2 separate regions of the Macaca mulatta genome follow, and region 1 is linked to region 2. The links are chromatin contacts, called in public Hi-C maps. All regions are on one chromosome and are shown on one strand. The core of a region is the stretch at or near the end of the contact, and the rest is flanking DNA. Distances in the headings are between cores, read along the strand shown. Region 1 holds the start of SMIM12 (small integral membrane protein 12). Region 2 holds the start of TMEM35B (transmembrane protein 35B).

Region 1 (3,998 bases), core at 136-2,635, 120 kb before region 2:
GAGCTTCCTACAGTTCTTTTCCCATCAGCCTGGCATTTCATTACCTAGAAGAGCTTCCCCTTTCCCAAACCCTGAGATTATACTCAGGGATTTGTGAAATTCAGAGATATAACAATAGTTCAAAGAGGCACCTCTGAAGAATCCCAAACCTAATACTTCTTCATTTTCCTTCCACCTTTAAAGCAAGTCCTCTGTAGAAGTAAATGCTTCCCTAAATAGCAACTGTCCAGACTTTCAAATCTGTCTTAAAACATATCGAGCCTGAGTTCACAACGATCTCTCACATGCAGCATAAAGTCTCTCTCTACCGTCCTGCTCACATTCTAATCATTCCCAAATAAGTCACTTCATTCCTTTATTCAACACTTATAACCACTTGCGCTGTGTCAGGCACGGTGCTGGCTTACCCTGTTTGCATTTCTCAAGACACTTTAAGCTCCAAAAGGCTAAGCACCATGTCCGTCTGGCCCCATTGTGCCCTATCCATCCAGGCACCTCTCCCACCCTGCCTGGCAGAGTGCCCAAAAAAGGCCTGCTGAACGAATGAATGACAGCCCAAACAACTCCCTAGTGTAAAATCACAACATTCTCCACCCACTCTCCTCCAGAAGGTGGCAGGAACATAACAGAAGCCTTTGCTGATTACAGAAACCTAAAGACTCCATCATAGTCATCCCCAGACAAGGTATCACAATGAAAGAGGCAAAAGTGTCTGAAAAACACTGTGACGCATATTTCCAGCCCGGCACGGAGGACGTCTGCCAAAAGCATCCGGTAAAAGTCAACTGAGTTGCTGGGAAACCTGCCCCAGTGCGGGGGCCCGGAGGCCCAACGAGGCCAGAAGCCGTAGTCCCAAATTCAAGAACTGCTAACAAGGACAGAGGAGGCCTGAGAAGGTGAAAGAATTAAACCTGACAGTCACTCAAGCGCAGTCCAGGAATGGGAGCGCAAGTGAGGTCAGGGTCCATCCAAATGGCTACCCTTCTCCCTTCTGTGGGGCTCCCGGTCCACTGCCCCTAGCCCACCTCATTTGTGGCCTCATCAACGTCCGTCCTCACTGAGGTGCCGATAAGCCCTGTCTGCGGAGGGCTACTTGGGCTCCCAGACTGGGCACCAGAGCACCCACCAGAGAAGGGGGCTGGCAGGTCTGGCCGGGACCGGGGTGGACCCCAGCGATCACTCCTCCCGTAACTCAGAGGTTACGGGCCTGGACTGACCGGACCTGCTCGCCCGGACCGCGCGCTCACCTGCGGCCCAGCCCACACTCCCCAGTGTGGCCCCCGCTCTCCGCCCGCTCGCCGGGAGCACGGAAGTCGCCGCTCCCAGCGGCCCGCGGGACCTTGCCCTGTGACCCTGCCCACTAGCCGCCGGCTCTCGGAGCGCAGGGATTGGCTGAACTTTAGCCAAAGGAGGGAAGGAAGCTAGGCGTCCGCAACCGGGCCCCACTGCGCTGAAATGGACGTCGCGCCCCCTGGTGGCCTGGAGGTTTCTCAGTGCTGTCGCCACGTGCTTTCTACGTGGAAAAAGTGAAAGATCGATCATCCAGTCATCTTTTTCAACTGATGTTTATTAGGTGTCTTCTAAGACCTAGGTCTTGGCACGCAAAAACAAAAGACATGATCCCTGACCTCAAGAAGCTCTTCTTAGGAAAGTATAATTTAGTGCTTTAAGACCTCTTGGGATCCAGGCTAGCTTTCTAGTGACCCTGGGAACATTATTAACCTGTCTGAGGCTCCCTTCCCCTTCTGTGTAGAGGTAATAACACCCATTTCGCAGGGATGGTGTGAGGGTTGGATGAGACAATATTTGTAAAGTACTGTGGCAGGCACACAGCCAGCAGGGAAATAAATGTGGCTAGTGTTAGTGTAAAAATAATTGAAATATAGTAAAACCTAAGTCTTGCATGACCTCTTGGGTACAAGTATTCACTTCCTCCTCTGTGTCCCCACTGTACCCTATACAGACATCAATTTTATCATATACAGAAAAGTCCCAAAGCTCAAACTTCTTAACGCTCCCACAAGGCCCTTCCCACCTTCATCCCACTAATCTCAGCCTGCATATTTATTTTGCTCGCACATACAAAACCCAGCAGACCACGCTGTTTCACACCCAGTGAATTACTGATGCTTTTTCATCTACCTAGAGTGTCCTTCCCACCTTTTTTTTTTCTTTCTTTTTAGTTTCACTCTTGTTGCTCAGGCTGGAGTGCAATGGCACGATCTCGGCTCACCGCAACCTCCGCCTCCCAGGTTCAAGTGATTCTCTCCTGCCTCAGCCTCCCGAGTAGCTGGGGTCACAGGCATGCACCACCACGCCCGGCTAATTTTGTATTTTTAATAGAGAAGGGGTTTTTCCATGTTGGTCAAGCTGGTCTCGAACTCCCCACCTCAGGTAATCCGCCTGCCTCAGCCTCCCAAAGTGCTGGGATTACAGACGTCAGCCACTGCGCCCAGCCGGTTTTTTTTTGTTTTTGTTTTTGTTTTTTTTTTTTTAAACAAGATCTCGCTCAGTCACCTAGGCTGCAGTGCAGTGGCACAATCATAGCTTACTGCAGCCTCGACCTCCTGGGCTCAAGTGATCCTCCCACTTCAGCCCTCCGAGCAGCTGGGACCACAGATGCACACCACCAGGCCTGGCTAATTTTTGTACTTTTTGTAGAGACTGGGTTTCACCATGTTGCTCAGGCTGGTCTCAAACTCCTGAGCTCAAGCAATCTGCCCGCCTCAGCCTCCCAAAGTGCTGGGATTACAGGCATGAGCCACCGTGCCTGGCCATGCAGTGCCCTTCCCGCCTTTCTTTACTATGCCAAATTGTGCTCTGGCACAATTTTCAAACTTCAGGGACACCTCCAGAGAAAGCCTCATACACAGACTGCTTACCATGTTAGGCACCCTTCCCCTATTATCTCAAAAGCTCAAAGCTAAGTTCTGGCAGTTAAGATGGAGAAAGGGGAACAGTGTTGTAGGGACCAAGGTTCACTGAAAATCAACTGACAAAAGGCAGATTAATAGGAGAAAAGACATACAAAATTTTATTTTAACGTGCATAGCACGGGGTGGGGGGTGAGGGGGCGGGAAGGGAAGGGTCACAGGAGAATGATTACCCAATAACCCAATGGGGTACAGAAGCTTATACACCCTTTTTCAAAGGGGAAGGGGAGAGATGGAGAATATAGACAATTCTTTTGAGGGAAGCACGTGATTCTGAGGGCGAAAAAATGGACAGAAATTAACTTGAAAATGATTCTCTTTAGAATTTGAATGAGCCCGAGAAGCAGGCATCATCTTGTGAAAAATCCATCCAGGCGTAGTTGCCTTCCTCAGTCTTCTTTTCTGAGATAGATGAGATTTCGCGGAGGGGAGGAAGGCAATTTTGTTTCTTTTGGAAAGAAGTTTTCTTGATTAGATTAGGACATTCCAGAGAGAGTGCCTCCCTATACTTGGGAGAGAAGGTTAGAGGGACCTTGATTCTGAGGCAGCTTTGAAGGCCTCTCACCATGTCAAAGCGCCAGTCTTTGGGGTATCGCTTTCTGAGCCCCAACAGTACAAAGAAATATTTAGGAGACCGTGGTTAGCAGAACCTGTTCACTAACTGAATATGTGGAGACGAGAAGGGAACAGAACTGCCCAGAGTAACTGGCATTTGGCCAGCCAATCATGTGCTAGGCATTGGGGATGCAAAAATGGCTGGGACCAACCTGCCTCCAGAGTTCTCTGACTAAAGAAACAGATGGGTCTACAAAATGTCAATAGAATATAAGAAATGTGATGACAGAAGTATACACACGCAGCACAGAGGAGGATCTTCAGCCTGGCCAGGAAGATTCAGGGAAGGCTCCCTAGAGGAACCAGGCCTTGAGCTGAGTCTTGAGTCATGGCTAGCAGTTCCCTCAAGCAGAATTGCTGAGGGGCTCAGGAGCATAGACTTAGAAATCAGATAGCCATGGGTTCAAATCCTGACTCTTGTCTGCTTATCTCAGAAAAGCTATTTACACT
Region 2 (4,140 bases), core at 703-3,202:
ATTCTGTGCCTTCCTGTTCAAGGTTCTCCAGCTTCCCTGCTCTCTACACCAATCTGCCAGACACATACATCAAATGGCAGCTGCTCCTCCATCCCCTCATCCCAGAAGTGGGTGTGTGGAGGAAGGAGCAGAGGCACTGAGCTTGCAATACATCTTCACAAGGGAATACCATGCAGCCATTAGAATTGAGGAGGCAGAAGGTACACTTAACATGTGATAATGTTCTAGCATATTAAGTTTAAAAAGTACCTGTGCTAGTTTGAAGACCATGGAAACTGTGGTAGAGCAGGAAGTGCTCTTGATCCCAGAGAAAAAAGAAGGGTGGCAACAGTAAGGGGCAACAGCCAGGTCTTTCCATCATCCTCCCCCAGAAAACCCCATTTTCTCAGGCCAGTTGGCCCCCTTACCCATCATGAGCAGAATCAAGAACAAGTTACTGATCTCTTGCAGCATCGGTGGGCCCGTGGCCAGCAGCAGCCCAGCCAGCAGTTCCAGAAAGCCCACAGCTATTTGGTAGTTCAGGGGATCTGGCTGGTAGCCAAATACCTTCAGCGGGAACACCTCAGCAAACTGCACGAACAGGGCGTTCTAGGGGTGGCAAGGAATGCCTGTCAGCCTCATGCTCACCAAGGCTGAGCTCCCCAGATGCTCCATGGCATATATATGCCTGTGCCCTCAACTCCCCAGAGAAAAGAACTACTACTGTAGGTCAGGTCCAGGCCTGAGGTCAGCCTGGAGGGGAGAGGGCTGCCCTGTGGCGCTGAGCTTTGGAATCAGGAAACAGGCTCCATGTTCCAAGTGGTACAGAGATAGATTTTCTCACTAGACCTCTCGAGAGATTACAACCCAGGCCAAATCCCAGGAGGAGGGGGCTGGGCTTGGCTCCCTAGTGCCAAGGCCCGGGGAATGTCACAGTTTGCTTCTTTGTGCCTGGCCTGGTTTCTCTTAAGGCTGCTGTACAGGGAATATTTGGAGGTGGGGAGGAGTTAGGTGGGCTCAAAGTGACTCTTCTTGTCAAGGCAGGTCCACCCCTGAGCCAAATGGCAACTTCACCCTTACTTTCGGGGTTACTTTTTCCTGTTCCCACTCCTCAGCTCTACCTCCCCTCCTCAGCTCTGCTGGGCAGCAGCTCTAAGCTATCGTCTCTGGGGATGTATCCAGGCCTTGGAGAGAGATGCCAGCAGGGGTCTACAAGTCTAGCTCTTTTGAGGGACTGGGGAGATTGGTGAACAGGAAATGAAAGCTTTCCCGTGAGTCTGGAACTAGACAGAAGGCTGAAAGACGACTTCAGGGCCTCCCTCTCAGGCTTCCAGGAGAGGCTTCCCTTTCTGGGTTCCGAGTCCGGAGTGACTAGTTTGTGTCCTGCTTCCTGACTAGATGTGCAACCTTTAGCAGATATACTCGCCCTTCAGGGCGGGCTTCCTTCCCTGCAAAGCCAGGATTACTACACCCCAACCCCACGAACCTCCCGAAAACTGAAGCAAACGGCGAAAAGGGGGAAGACAGCGCGGAGTGAGCTCATTTTCCCGCTGCATCATCCTCTCCCAGGGTCCGGGGAGTGGGGAGGAGGGTCCTCCTAAGGCTGTAGATTTGCCTGGGGCCACCAATGCTCAGCAGGAAGGGGAGGTTCTGTTCCCTTCCGTCTAGGGAAGATCCAGAGAACTCGAGGAACTCCCCAGGAAGGACGTGCGCCTCAGTCGAAAGCCAGGCGCTTTCCCCCATGTCCAGCTGAGCCTCGGAAGCCCGAAGGCAGCCTGCCGGGCCGGCGGGAGCGGCGGGGCGGAGCACACGCCTCCGCGGGCCCGATCCCCGGCCGCCCGCCCGCGCCGCTCACCATCCGCTCCGAAACTGGAGCCGAGATCTCCTCCGAGAGCTTGGCCAACCCCACGAGCGCGAAGAAGCCGCCCAGCAGTACACGCAGCACCGACAGCAGAAGCTCCATGGCCGCGCTCCCCGCACCGTGGGTTGGCCCCGCCGAAAACCCGCCTCTGCCGCCGGCTCATTTCCTCCCTCCCTGGGGCGGCCGGAAGACTTGCCTGAGTTACCATCCCCCACCCTCCAGGGGGTCGCGAGGCTGCAGCACTGGAGCAGGGCGCCCCCATCCTACAGGTGAGGACCACTGGCTCGTAACTGACTAAACCGACACCTTTGGATTCAGGGAGTGTTTCCCAGCCAGTACGGAGTGCTGGCAGACATGCATGGGTGTCTGGGTGCGGCTCAGCTACCATCAAAAGACCCCGGGGCTTCGTTCCTGCCTGTGCCATAGTATCTGTGGGATCTGAGCTGTCACCCGACCCCAAAGGGTCTCGGTATCTGCATCTGTGTAGGGGGATAACTCAGTTCTCCAGAGTTTGTAACAGGCCTAGCACAGTGCCTGCACATGTAAGAGCTCAGAAAGTTATTTGTAAATTAGTAAATTAATTTATAAAATTATAAGTAATAAATCAAAAACCATTAATTATTAAATAAGTCTCTTTTCTATCTTTGCCTGAGGTGTCTTTTCCCTCTAATTTATCTCAGCTGAGACTGAAATGTGAAAGGTGTTTGAAAATTAAGATACTTGCAGCCATGGATAGAGAGACTTTCACTGAACCAAGCCCTACAGTCCACTCCTAGCCCATTTGCTCTTACCTGGAAATCTGTCTAAAGCTGGGATGGGCAAACCATGGGCCAAATTTGCCCAGCTGTCTGATTTTTTTCCATGCTTCTCCCCTTCCCCCAAGCTAATAATGTTTGTTTACATTTTTATGATAAAAACTTTTTAAGGCCGGGCGCGGTGGCTCAAGCCTGTAATCCCAGCACTTTGGGAGGCCGAGACGGGCGGATCACAAGGTCAGGAGATCGAGACCATCCTGGCTAACACGGTGAAACCCCGTCTCTACTAAAAAAATACAAAAAACTAGCCGGGCAAGGTGGCGGGCGCCTGTAGTCCCAGCTACTCAGGAGGCTGAGGCAGGAGAATGGCGTAAACCCGGGAGGCGGAGCTTGCAGTGAGCTGAGATCCGGCCACTGCACTCCAGCCTGGGTGATAGAGCGAGACTCAGTCTCAAAAAAAAAAAAACTTTTTAAAGAAGCTTGTGTGACATAGGAAAATTATATGAAATTCCTATTTCAGTGCTCACGAATAAGTTTTATTTAAACACAGCCACACTCATCTGCATATTGTCTGTGGCTGCTTTTGCACTGCAACTGCAGAATTGAGTAGCTGTGACAGTATGGCCTGCAAAGCTGAAAATATTTACTATCTGGCTCTTTATTTAAAAAGTTTGCTAAGCTCTGGTATATTAGGCCAGAAAGCCCCCAAGCAGGGGTCTCAAACCCCCCTACTGCTTCCATTTACAGTTACCCAAGCTGCTTAGATCTGTCTTTTTCCAGCTGGGCATAGTGGCTCATACTTGTAATCCCAGCACTTTGGGAGGCTGAGGCAGGTGGATCACTTAAGGTCAGGAGTTCGAGACCAGCCTGACCAACATGGTAAAACCCCATCTCTACTAGAAAAATACAACAGACAGGTGTAATGGCACATGCCTTGTAACCCCAGCTACCCAGAAGGCCAAGGCAGAACTGTTTGAACCCAGAAGGCAGAGGTTCCAGTGAGCCGAGATCACGCCATTGCACTCCAGCCTGGGCAACAAGAGCAAAACTCCATCTCAAAAAAAAGAAAAAAAAAAAAAGATCCATCTTTTCCACCTACTCACAACCTTGCTGGGGTAAGTAGCTGGTTGGCTGGAAGACTGAAATGTTCCACTCGCTTCTAAAGGCCAAGCTGTTTCAACATTCAGGTTGTGCTGTTACATTATAAACTGGGCCTCTCATTACCTTCAGTCTTTGTCACTAATCCAAATTTAATGAAATAACTAAATTTTCTACCCTGGATTATAATTATACACAATTACTTATAAAAATCATAATTATTAAATTCCTCAACAAAAAGGGAAAAATTATTAAAACATTTAATCACTGAAAACACAAATCCACATTAGGAAATTATCTTTTAGGATACTTATACAAAACACGAGATTATTGACTTCGCTATTAAGCAATGTGCATATTGCTACTCTTTTTCCTTCATTAATTTTTCTATCCTTGGAATTAAAGATGTGACTGCAAGTCTTAGGGCAGGGCCAGAAACCAACAGAT

What was found. A called contact is a pair of places that touch in the nucleus more often than the background predicts.
Region 1: a contact with region 2 is called in a Hi-C map of fetal cortex germinal zone, with 1.8 times the contacts expected there. The contact joins the promoter of SMIM12 here to the promoter of TMEM35B in region 2. A contact is called at or near these places in 3 of 14 Hi-C or Micro-C datasets (cortical neurons, fetal cortex germinal zone and liver).

Annotation. Positions count from the first base shown.
Region 1 is chr1:205,982,828-205,986,825 of T2T-MMU8v2.0, reverse strand. SMIM12 (small integral membrane protein 12) reads right to left here and starts at 1,385. Exons shown (of 2, transcript NM_001260616.2): 1 at 1,248-1,385.
Region 2 is chr1:205,861,968-205,866,107 of T2T-MMU8v2.0, reverse strand. It overlaps TMEM35B (transmembrane protein 35B), which reads right to left and starts at 1,952. Exons shown (of 3, transcript XM_001109303.5): 1 at 1,835-1,952; 2 at 408-588. The coding sequence starts at 1,942. It overlaps ZMYM6 (zinc finger MYM-type containing 6), which reads right to left. Exons shown (of 16, transcript NM_001266765.3): 16 at 4,033-4,140. The coding sequence ends at 4,055.